Regions from separate parts of the Mus musculus genome. Here all the other regions are linked to region 1. The links are chromatin contacts, called in public HiChIP or PLAC-seq maps. All regions are on one chromosome and are shown on one strand. Each heading gives the region's core, a stretch centred on a gene start, on an enhancer-like site or on the middle of the called end of the contact. The rest is flanking DNA. Distances are from core to core; before and after follow the strand shown. Region 1 overlaps Gm41030 (a long non-coding RNA gene). Region 2 has its middle 19 kb from the start of Gm41031. Region 3 has its middle 7.2 kb from the start of Hexb. Region 4 has its middle 16 kb from the start of Enc1.

The links. HiChIP or PLAC-seq counts read pairs in DNA pulled down with a chosen protein or histone mark.
Region 2: a contact with region 1 is called in an H3K27ac HiChIP or PLAC-seq map of embryonic stem cells, with 5 read pairs. The contact joins two enhancer-like sites. A contact is called at or near these places in 1 of 484 Hi-C or Micro-C datasets (nephron progenitors) and 2 of 115 datasets of contacts at active chromatin or transcription factors (both in embryonic stem cells).
Region 3: an H3K27ac HiChIP or PLAC-seq map of embryonic stem cells shows a contact between it and region 1, with 5 read pairs. The contact joins two enhancer-like sites. A contact is called at or near these places in 4 of 115 datasets of contacts at active chromatin or transcription factors (all in embryonic stem cells).
Region 4: a contact with region 1 is called in an H3K4me3 HiChIP or PLAC-seq map of embryonic stem cells, with 24 read pairs. The contact joins two enhancer-like sites. A contact is called at or near these places in 17 of 484 Hi-C or Micro-C datasets (the AML12 cell line, cerebellar granule neurons, embryonic stem cells and 6 more), 14 of 115 datasets of contacts at active chromatin or transcription factors (craniofacial prominence, embryonic basal ganglia, embryonic forebrain and 6 more) and 2 of 9 other capture datasets (adipose tissue and liver).

Annotation. Positions count from the first base shown.
Region 1 is chr13:97,519,871-97,522,410 of GRCm38.p6, forward strand. Gm41030 (a long non-coding RNA gene) reads right to left here. Exons shown (of 3, transcript XR_001781023.2): 3 at 980-1,063. Among named protein-coding and RNA genes, the nearest start is that of Gm41030, 6.1 kb to the right of the region's middle. Within about 2 kb of position 1,266, at least 3 of the 459 cell types and tissues checked have an H3K27ac peak or open chromatin away from gene starts, as enhancers often do. A contact at or near this core is called in embryonic stem cells, where this site is marked.
Region 2 is chr13:97,844,141-97,846,680 of GRCm38.p6, forward strand. No RefSeq gene overlaps it. Among named protein-coding and RNA genes, the nearest start is that of Gm41031, 19 kb to the left of the region's middle. Within about 2 kb of position 1,266, at least 6 of the 459 cell types and tissues checked have an H3K27ac peak or open chromatin away from gene starts, as enhancers often do. A contact at or near this core is called in embryonic stem cells, where this site is marked.
Region 3 is chr13:97,204,327-97,206,866 of GRCm38.p6, forward strand. No RefSeq gene overlaps it. Among named protein-coding and RNA genes, the nearest start is that of Hexb, 7.2 kb to the left of the region's middle. Within about 2 kb of position 1,270, at least 307 of the 459 cell types and tissues checked have an H3K27ac peak or open chromatin away from gene starts, as enhancers often do. A contact at or near this core is called in embryonic stem cells, where this site is marked.
Region 4 is chr13:97,223,865-97,226,404 of GRCm38.p6, forward strand. No RefSeq gene overlaps it. Among named protein-coding and RNA genes, the nearest start is that of Enc1, 16 kb to the right of the region's middle. Within about 2 kb of position 1,262, at least 20 of the 459 cell types and tissues checked have an H3K27ac peak or open chromatin away from gene starts, as enhancers often do. A contact at or near this core is called in embryonic stem cells, where this site is marked.

The DNA.
Region 1 (2,540 bases), core at 16-2,515:
CCACTCTGAGATGGGCGGAAGCTCCCTCTTAGCTCTGTGCTGTCTTGATCATGTGGATTCCAGGGAAGCACTCCAAGCTTTGCTGTATACCAGCACTTGCACAGCCCTGGGCTGTCTTTGCCTTCCATGGTGATTTTCATGTCCTGTTGGTAAGCGGTGGGAAGCCTTCTCCTAGACTTTGATAAGGCTGGCCCTGTACTTTCAGCCCGTGACCATATGCAAAGGCCAGACTACACAAAGAGACAAAATAAATGGCTTTTCCTGTCACTGGAGAGAGAAGAGGCTGAAGACAGACTTGCTTTCTTTGCAAGATCTTCCACTTATTATACAACCCAAAGCTTTCTGCGGTCTGATGCTGGAAACCGTAATGAGCACACTGCAGGGAAACCATTATAAACAGGTATAAACGAGTAACTGATCAATACTAATCAGTAAGCATAACCTCACTCAAGTTCTGGCCATATGGAGGGGTAGATTATCATTTTTTAATGTCCCAGGGAGGAGTCAGAGAAACACAAGATGTTCCCGGGCTTGCAGTAAAGAGAGGATGTAAAGGGACTCTCAAGCCCTTTAGAGGTGCATGTTGTATGCAAGGTCTCAAATGAGAAATTATTTGGAACTTAATGTGATAGCTCCAACACGCTCACTGAAAATACTGATACTTTGTTAAAGAAGTAGGTTAAAAAGGAAGTAACAGGCTAGAGAGATGGCTCGGTGGTTAAGAACACCAACTGTGCTGGGCCGTGGTGGTGCACGCCTTTAATCCCAGCACTTGGGAGGCAGAGGCAGGCAGATTTCTGAGTTCGAGGCCAGCCTGGTCTACAAAGTGAGTTCAGGACAGCCAGGGCTATACAGAGAAACCCTGTCTCGAAAAAGCCAAAGCCAAAAAAACAAAAACAAAAACAAACAAAAAAAATAAACAAACAAACAAAAACACTGGCTGTTCTTCTAGAGGACCTGAGTTCAATTCCCAGCATCCACCCGTAGGTTCCCAACATTCTCTAACTCCAGTTCCAGGGTAGTTGATGTCTTCTTCTGAACTCCATGGCCATCAGGTGCACACCTGACACACAAATAAAGGAATGAATAAATACACATTTTAAAAATTAAGCAAGACAGGAGAATTGAGAAGACAGAATATGGAGGATAGATGTGGGAAAGAGGGAGGAGCCATCCAGAAATCACTAGAGAGTGAAACTCGGTTTAGCTCCTAGGTCACATGACAGGCCTCTGTTGAGGCTGAGTTGGTTTCTAAGGTGTGGCTGACTTGAAGGATTCCTGGGGATGTATGTATCTGTTCATCGGAGAGCAGTGGGGCCCTTAACATGGCGCCTGCTCCCGTGCCGGCCACAGGCTCTGCTACGCCCCCTTCAGGTCAGAGTTCAGACCTAGTTCAGTGGCGCTCTGGAGTGAATAAGCCGAGGTCTGGAGTGAATAAACAAATAGACGTAGATGTTATCAAGAGGGATCTGTTAATATGACTTCCAGCTGTATAGGTTGGGTAGCCCACAATGGCCTGAATGCTGAAGAGGCTAGAATTTCAGTAGTAGCCTAGCCCTGTGTAGCTGGATGGCGGAGGCAGCTGGGGCAGCTACAACAGCAACAGATCCATACAACGGCCAGAAATGAAGGGGCGCAAGCAAGCAGTAAAGGGCTGCGCCCTGTGATTTCTTTGTGTTTGGGCTACTTTGCATTTGATACCCCTCACTCTGGGGAACAGTCTGCTACCCTCAGACAGTCCTTCCTGGAAACGATACAGACCTCCTCAAAGATACGTCTCTTAGCTGATTTAGATGCCATCAATTTTATGATCATGATTTGCCGTCACATCTGGGTTTTAATCTGGATTCTACCACTGGACAAATCAGTGGGCCACTGGATAAGTCACTTTGGCCTTGAAGCCTATTTTTTCTTGTTTACAAATATAAGCTTTATAGCCCCTCCCACCCAGACTTGAGAACATATGGGAGGGGGGAGAGAGAGAGAGAGAGAGAGAGAGAGAGAGAGAGAGAGAGAGAGAGATCTTCCTTTTATATGGATAGTGCCATAACCACAGGTAAAGGTGGGAGGTAAGCCAAGTGGATTCTGGGAATATGGTGACTGTTGCCTTGGCAACAGGTGTGAGGGTCTCCCTGTCACCTAGATGTGATATCACTGGGTTGGGAGATCCTGATACCAGCATGGGTGACTTCTGGCCAGGTCTTTTTGCCCTCCTCACCCAGCTCAGGTCTCCAGAGGCTGCCTAGGCTGCTCATGCTAAGCTTACCATGGGTCTGGGTTTACCGGATTCACAGCAAGGGCGGGGCAGCTGGAGTGGGCTGCCCAATACCAGCAGAGGAACAAATCATCGAATGTTAAAATAATGACAAGATCATGTGACGTGGGATCTGCTTATCACCAACTCTAAATAGTGTAATAAGGAAATATTTGGGGGGCCTGGAGAGATGGCTCAGTGGTTAAGAACACTTGCTGCTCTTGCGGAGGACTTGTATCTAGGTCCCAGCACCTACGTGGGTGCTCATAACCGTGCTTTGAGTCCC
Region 2 (2,540 bases), core at 16-2,515, 320 kb after region 1:
AAGGAAAGCTCACCAAAGTCAACTCCATGGGACTGTATTTAGTTTCCTTTCTATTGCTGTGATAGAATACTCCGAGCAGAAGTGACTTGGAGAGGAGAGGACATAGGTCATCACCAAGGAAGTTAGAACAGGAACTCAAGGCAAGAATCTAGATCAGAAAAAAATGGAGAAACACTACCTGTTGTCTGACATCCTGGCTCATTCTTGACCAGCTTTCTTACACAGCCCTGGCTGGACCACCGTGGAGGGGAAAGACCACGATGACTCACAGTGGGTGGGCGCCCCCCTCTGTCAATTAAGACACTCAGGACAATCCCTCACAGACAGGCCCACAGACGAATCTGATAAAAGATGGTTACTCAACTGAGACTCTTTTTCAGATGATTACAGGGTATGTCAGGTTTTGAGTTCATGGTAAGTAGGACAGAATGTTAAACTGTTCTCATTTTTTGTTTGTTTTTAGAAATCTCACTCTTGAAACACAATCTGAACCCCAAACAGCTTTCTCTCCACAGTCCACTCTGGTCCCTAGAGTGCTGAGCCCATGTCTGGTTACCAGTGTTCAGTGTATCTGCCACGTGCCAGCAGATACAATAGACCAGCACCAACAAACACCCTGCCCAGAAAGGTCTCCTCTGTATTTTGGTGCCAGCCTAGATGCTTCTAATACGCAGTGAGACATAGACACCCTGAGTGGATCTAAGTCATCTTCACTCTCTCCGGATCATGGCAAAACTGGAAGTAACCTTCGTCTATTGCTCCTACGATGAATTCTCTCAACATTTTAGAGCATTCAGTTTATTTCTCCTAGTGACCCGTGTTTGATCTAGAAGACTGAGCAAATAAAAGCGAGCAGAATGAAGGAACCTAGACACATCACTTGGCGGTCAAGCTCCCAGAACTCCTCTTATCTACACAGGTATCTTCAAAACAGAGCGTTCGTTGTGGTTGTTCTCCAGTATCTTTCTCCTCGAATGCGTTTGCTGGTGTGCTTCCAGGTCAGTAAGCGGAGCACCCCACCCTTCTGAATGGCTGCTTGGCATCTGTGTGTGCCTCTACCATCCTTTCAAACAGACTTCTAGAGCAGGGCTGGGCGTTTGCTTGTGGGTTTGGGCTGCTACTTTGGTTTCTTTGGGGTTCTTCTGTATTGTATTGTTTTCCCACTGTAAGCACCGTTGAAGTGGGTGAGAGAGGACTAAGCTGGCACATTTCCTTAGGAGATATTCCTGAGAGTAAATTTGCTGAGGCAGGGTGTGATGCTTGCTGCAAATTGTTCCTTAAAACACCCTCCTCCAGACTGTGCTAACAAGTACTAACTTCGACCCAATACAGGCATCGCTGTCTTTGTTTAAAAGAAAAATCTATTCAGTCTAGCAAGTAAAAAATTTGTATGTGTTATGTGTTTCCATTTCTTTTAACTGGTGGGTCTTTTTTTTTTTTTTTTCCTTCTAATAATTTGAATGTCTCCTTTGAAAATATTTTATTCATGGTTTGGGCCTATTTCCTACCAGGTATGAACACCTTCCTCCCCATTTCCCTCTTTCCAGAGACAACCATGAAAAGTTAGATTTGTCTTCTTCCTGATCTTTTGCTGTGCATTAGGAAACACACATAGAGTTCTCAAATTTACTGTTACAACTTTTGCCAACTCTCAACTTCTCACCAACCAACTTCTTTTACATATAGTACCACATCAGCCATGTAAATTTACCTCAGTATATTGAAATGCTGAAAAAAAAAACCCACAATATGGGCGTATTGGTGCTTAGAATATTCCAGAATTCCATCATCAGTGAACATTTGAGTTGTATCCAAGTGTTTGGGGTTGTTTAATGCACATAATTCTTTATGCCTCTTTGATTATAAATGAATGTGCTCCAGGATCAGTACTTTGAAGAGAAATTAATGATTGTTATCAATTGCAATCAAAGTGCTCTCCGGAAAGCCAAGCTGCCTTCCACCAGGGGCATATCAGCGGGCCCATCTGCAGCAATGCTGACCTGTGGCCTCTGATTGCTTGCACTTATTTTGCAATTTGTCTTAGAACGTTGGTTACTAATTTTTAAAGCATCCTTTCTTGTCTCATCCTATTACTGAAGAGAGCACTCGCCCTCTCCACAGTAGGAGCCTTGTTCACGCTTTCCTTATGACTGTCAGCATTATTCCAGGAAATCTTTCACATCAGCCTGCCCAGCCTGGTGTCCCTGCCTGTCCCCTGAGCTTGGTTCTTGTCCTCCCTAGACTTCCTCCAACCTTCTGACTTCTCAGAACCGTGATCCTCAGCTGTCTTTCCATGCCAATTGCAGATCTCCCCTTCATGACATTTACCAACCATTCTTTGAACTTCTGTAAACGTCCTTTGCTTTGTTGTTTTAGAATTGCTAAGCCTCATAATAATAATGTTCAAAAATCTATTTATTAATCCTTGGCTCCGTATGAGCTGTTGTGCTAAGTGCTTTTGTAGATATCATGTCACCTATAACCTCTACACTATCAACATTTAGATTTTAAAAAAAAAATCTGAATATTGGAGAACTAAA
Region 3 (2,540 bases), core at 20-2,519, 320 kb before region 1:
TTGGTAAAGTCACATGATTGAGATTTTATTAGAAACAACACGTACTTAAGAAGACTCCTTCCTTAGCCAAAGTTCTGTGAGGTTCCAGTATGCCTTATGGACTTGACCTCAGCTGTGGTCCCTATTCTACCTGGATCTGAATAGAAATTCGGTCAGATACCAAGAATTCTGGCAAGTCTGATGAGCAGAGTCCTCATGCTTGATACCGGTTCCTTTTCCCAAACTTTGGTCTCTGGTCACCTTGGTCTGCCTTCCACCGGGTTTTTAAGTTGGCTTCTGAAGAGTCCTTGAGGGACTCGGTCATTTTTCATCTCTGTCTCCCTTCCGGTATCTGGTATCCTAGCTATTTTTGTGCCAGTCTTTTTCTTCTATTGCAGTAACCTTGACACTTGACACTTGAGCCTGGGAATTGTAATTCCATGCTTCTGCGCCGATGGGAAAGCGAGGTGGGTGGCGATTGAGTGACCCACTTTTATTTTTTGGGTAGTCCCGAATAAAGTCTTCCTGTTAGTTTAGCAAATGTCAAAATAACCATTTTTCTTTAATTCAATTGAGGCAATGTTTGTGGTCGGTTGACCTTAAAGAGGGAAAGACAGAGTGGAATTTGGAGATCTTGCCAAATGCCTAATGTATCAGCATCCATGGCTTAGTTACAGAAGACAGAATTTACTATAGCTATTTTAGAAACAAATTCACTGTGGGGAACTGAGTGGCTCATAGAATCCTCACTAGGGCTGAAGAAATTGACTCGGATTACGTCAGCCTGGTTCCAATCTGGACCCACAGAAGGGAAACTCTATTTTGTCTCTGTCTTCTGAGTTCAAGATTCACGGAATCACAGGGGATGGACACCTTAACACCCTAGCAGCAAAGGAGCCTGGGAAATGTAGTTCCACGCTTCCGTGCCGATGGGAAAGCAAAGTGGGTGTCGATTGAGTGAACCAATAAACTGAGATAACTAGACAGCAAGGAACTAGGCGGGGCGGTTGCTAGCTTTCTGCCTGTGAGGAAAAGCTGTGTCAAGGCACAGCCATAGAGATCTGGAAATATTTGTGAATCCTGTCTGCAGTTATGAAACCCAATTAGCTCTTTCTGACACAGGTTTGCTAAACCGGGTCATCTCCCTCAGGGCAAAGAAAGGGTTTAGAGTTAAAACTACCCTGGCGATTGCCAAGCGTTCCCTCAGTTTTTAAAAACTAGACACAAAACCATTCCCACTTTTGTTTCTGCTCCGCAGCACCCTCTGGTGGAAATCTGCTCTCATGTTTGCCAACACTCCACTTTGATCTATTGAGAGGCGCGTTTATGTGCAACTCGGATATTTGATCAGAGCCTACCTAGACCGAGATGCTGCAAAATGAAACCTCGGTCCCCAAGAACCAAGTAAGCAAAACAACAATGCAAACAAGCCTCAAAACACACATTGAACTTTGAAAGCTTCTCAAACTAAAACCTCCAGACTGGGGACAGAGGTCATGTTGGTGACTGATTTCTGCCGTCTCTCCTGAAAATGTTCCTCTTTGCCCCTTTCTCACCCTCACAGCCTAAGTATGACTCTAAGGAGGAAGCTGAACTGGGGAATCAGACCTGTAACTGCAAAAGGACTTAACTGAGGGTGTCAACAGACAAGGGATTGTAATAGAACATCAGGTAAATAGAAATGGAGCCACAGGGTAGCTATCACTCCAGCACACCTATCGTCCCTGTCCGACACAAGAGGTCTACAAAGAGGTCCAAGTCTGTATTCTTGGGCAGAATGACACTCTTAGGTTTAGAGTTGAATTTTAAGGTTAGGAACCCTCAATTCTGTTCTTGCTGGAGGCCTTCAGCAAGATCCATTGTACCAGAGGTGGGGTGTCTGCAAGCGTGAGGCTGGATCTGGTGCAGAGGCTTAAGGGTCACATCTCATTAGCCTGGGAAGGCCCAGGTTGAAGGCTGAGGTTCAGTGGGCATTGGGGACAAGAAGACTCTGTGTGTGTGTGTGTGTGTGTGTGTGTGTATGCAGAACAAGAAAGCTGGAGACTCCAGAAGAGCTTGGAAGAGAAACAGCTTTCTTTTGTTGACAGCACGCTGGCTAGTCAAGGGAGCTGCACAACTGGTTCACTCTGAGAAAGAATACTATTCTGGTAGGTCTTATTGCCAACGTGTCACAGTCAGAGTCACCTGGGGGGTGGGGTGGGGGGACCTCAATTGAAGAGTTAGTTGCCTCAGTGAGATTGACCTGTAGTCCTGTCTGTAAGGGATTGTCTTCAATAGACTTGTGAGGGAGGTCCAAGACCACTGTGGGTGGTACCATTCCTAGGCAAGTGGTCCTAGGCTGAATAGAAAGTTAGAGGGGAGGGAGGGAGGGACTGAGGGAGGGGGGAAGAGAGGGAGGAGAAAGGCAAAGAGAGACAGAGACAAACAGAAGAGAGATAAAGATAGACAGAGACAGGCAGACAGACATGCAGACAGACAGAGACAAAGAGAGAACCAGAGAAGAGTAAGTCGTGTTCCTCTATGGTCTCTGTGATTTTGGTTCCGTTCCTGCTCCGACTTTC
Region 4 (2,540 bases), core at 12-2,511, 300 kb before region 1:
TCGAATGTGGATCTGGTCCATTTCAGCATCCAGGATGACCCAGATGTGATGCTAAAGCCCCCACCGTAAATCACTTGGTCGGTCTTTCTCACCGGGAAGCTCCCACTTTGCACTGTGGTGGGTCTGGGCACTGCCTCTAAATGAAGACAGAAGCTAAGGGCAAGGGCCAGGCCTCTCTCTGAACAACATCAACTTCCTAACTGCACAGGCTCCTTTCCTAATTGACACGGTTGGTGGTCCTCCAGGAGAGTGCTCACTGAGAAGCATCAGAGACCTCTGGGAGCTGGCAATTTGCCAGAGGGTGCTGGTCTTCAAATTCAGGTGCCTTGGTCTTCATTCTCCTTATTTCCAGACGTGTCCCTAGGATGCGTCCAGCTACGTCTGATAAAGTCCCCGGTGCTGTGGTGCTCAGCTCACAGACACTAGAATGTTCCCCAGCCAAAGGTTCTGGAGCCCCTTATTCTGGGCCTAAAGACAGCTGACATCTCTGGAAGTCAATTATCTGCCATCGTCCAGATGTGTGAACACCTGCCTTGGAGGTTTGGGGAACACCAGTGTATCGGAGTCAGAGACTATGTTGCTCAATTTGAAACTGAACAGGAAAGCCTGGACTTTGTACACACAGCAAAGGGGGAGGCTGGGGACAAAGGACGCCTGACAACCTGGGAGGCCGAGTTAATAGTGAGCAGTCAAAGAAGAGTATAGAGTACAGAGGTTCGTTACAAAGTATCAGGGATTTGTTACAAAATGTGACCGAGGGAAAGGATGTGGATGTAGCCGAGTCCTTAGAGGGCTTGCTTAGAATGCACAAAGCCCTGGGGTTGATACCCAGCACTAAGTAAAGCTGAAATGGTGACACAGTCTTGTAATCCTAGCACTTGGGAGATGGAGGCTGGAGTATCAGGACTCTACTCACGAGGTGGAGTTCTGGAGAAAAATGAGGCAGAGTGAGGCAGGAGGAGGGGACTTGTTAGCTTAGAGTCTAGACATTGAAGGAGAGACTTGTGCGTGGTGGTGGGGGGGGGGGCAGGGAGAGGGAGGGAGGGAGGGAGAGAGAGAGAGAGCCTGATCATGTGATTTTTGGAAAGTGTGAACGCAGGTCTCCAGACCAGAGTGTTTGGTATATAGAGCCAACAAAGATAACAACGTGGCCAGAGGTGATGATGAGGGTCTCTACACAGGTCCTCAGGGGGAGGAGTGACTAGTTAGTTCATGAGACTGAGACAGGAACAACAAAAGCCCGCAAGCACTCACGTATGCATGCACACCCACTCGCTTTATTTTAATTTTCAACCTTGAAAGTCTGTTCTGCCTCCTATCCCTGTGTTGACAGAAGTAACTGCTCAGGCGCAGCTGAAAGACTAAAACGATTCAATTCGTAGTAGGAAGGTTTATGCAGTGACCAAGGGAAGCAATGAAGGCGGAAGGTGGCGTGCGGTTGGCCAGTAGCACCAGCGCGGGGGAAGATGGAAGATGCTATGCGCGCGCCTCTCCTTGTGCTGCTTCCCGGGAGGCCGCTTCGGTTAAGCTGTGGGGTTTTAAGGAGCTGAGTGCGTGTTTCTTTTGGATCTGCTTAGACCAGCCCCAAGGTGGCCCCACTCTCCTCAGGTTTCCTTCCTGTTAAGTGTCCTTGCCGTGATTGATGAAGTAGCCATTGGATAGCCTTTTCTAGGTTACTCGGAATATTTTCTTTTCCTTGAAGAATTTTTCAAAATGCCCTGGTTTCCTTTTTTAATTAGAATATTTATGTAACAGGTAACTTCAGCTGGAGTCTCGGATTTGCTGTTGACAGCTGAGAGACCTCAGGCACATAACCAGATCTTTCTAAACACTGGTGTTCTTATCCATAAATGGAGATCATTTTGAGACGTTTGCATTTTTTTTGAGACTAAATGATATTGTACATGTGAAAAATAATACAAATGAGAGTCATTATTTTAATGGAGTTAAAACAATTACCCATTAGGACAATAACATGCTGACTAAGTACACGTAGAAGAGATTTAGGAAGCTATATTTTTAATCACACTTATTTATTTTGTGTGTGTGCCATGCTGTAAGTTAGAGGCCACCCCTTGGGAGCTGGTAGGGGTCGAACCTGGTCAGGCTTAGTGGCAATAGTCTTTACCAGCTGAGCCATCTCGCCAGCCTTAGGAAGCATTAAAATGAATAATTCAGTACAATATCACATTAGTTGGGCACAGATGTGAGTAGTAGTTCCTTTTTTAAATTATTTATTTATTTGTGTATGTATGAGAGAAATAGAGAGAGGTACAGAAAAAGAGAGAAGAGAGACAGAGAAAGAGACAGAGAGAGAGACAGACAGACAGAGAGAGAGAGAGACAGACAGAGAAAGAGAGACACAGAGAGAGACAGAGACAGAGACAGAGAGTGTATGAGCTCATCATAGTATGGGAGGCCAGAGGAGGGTATTGGATCACAGTTCTTAGTAGGACTCTCAGCTTGTTATGTGGGGTCTAAACACTGGTCCTCAAGGTGGCTCAGCAAGCACTTTCTTTGGTTTTTAATAATTTCTCTTG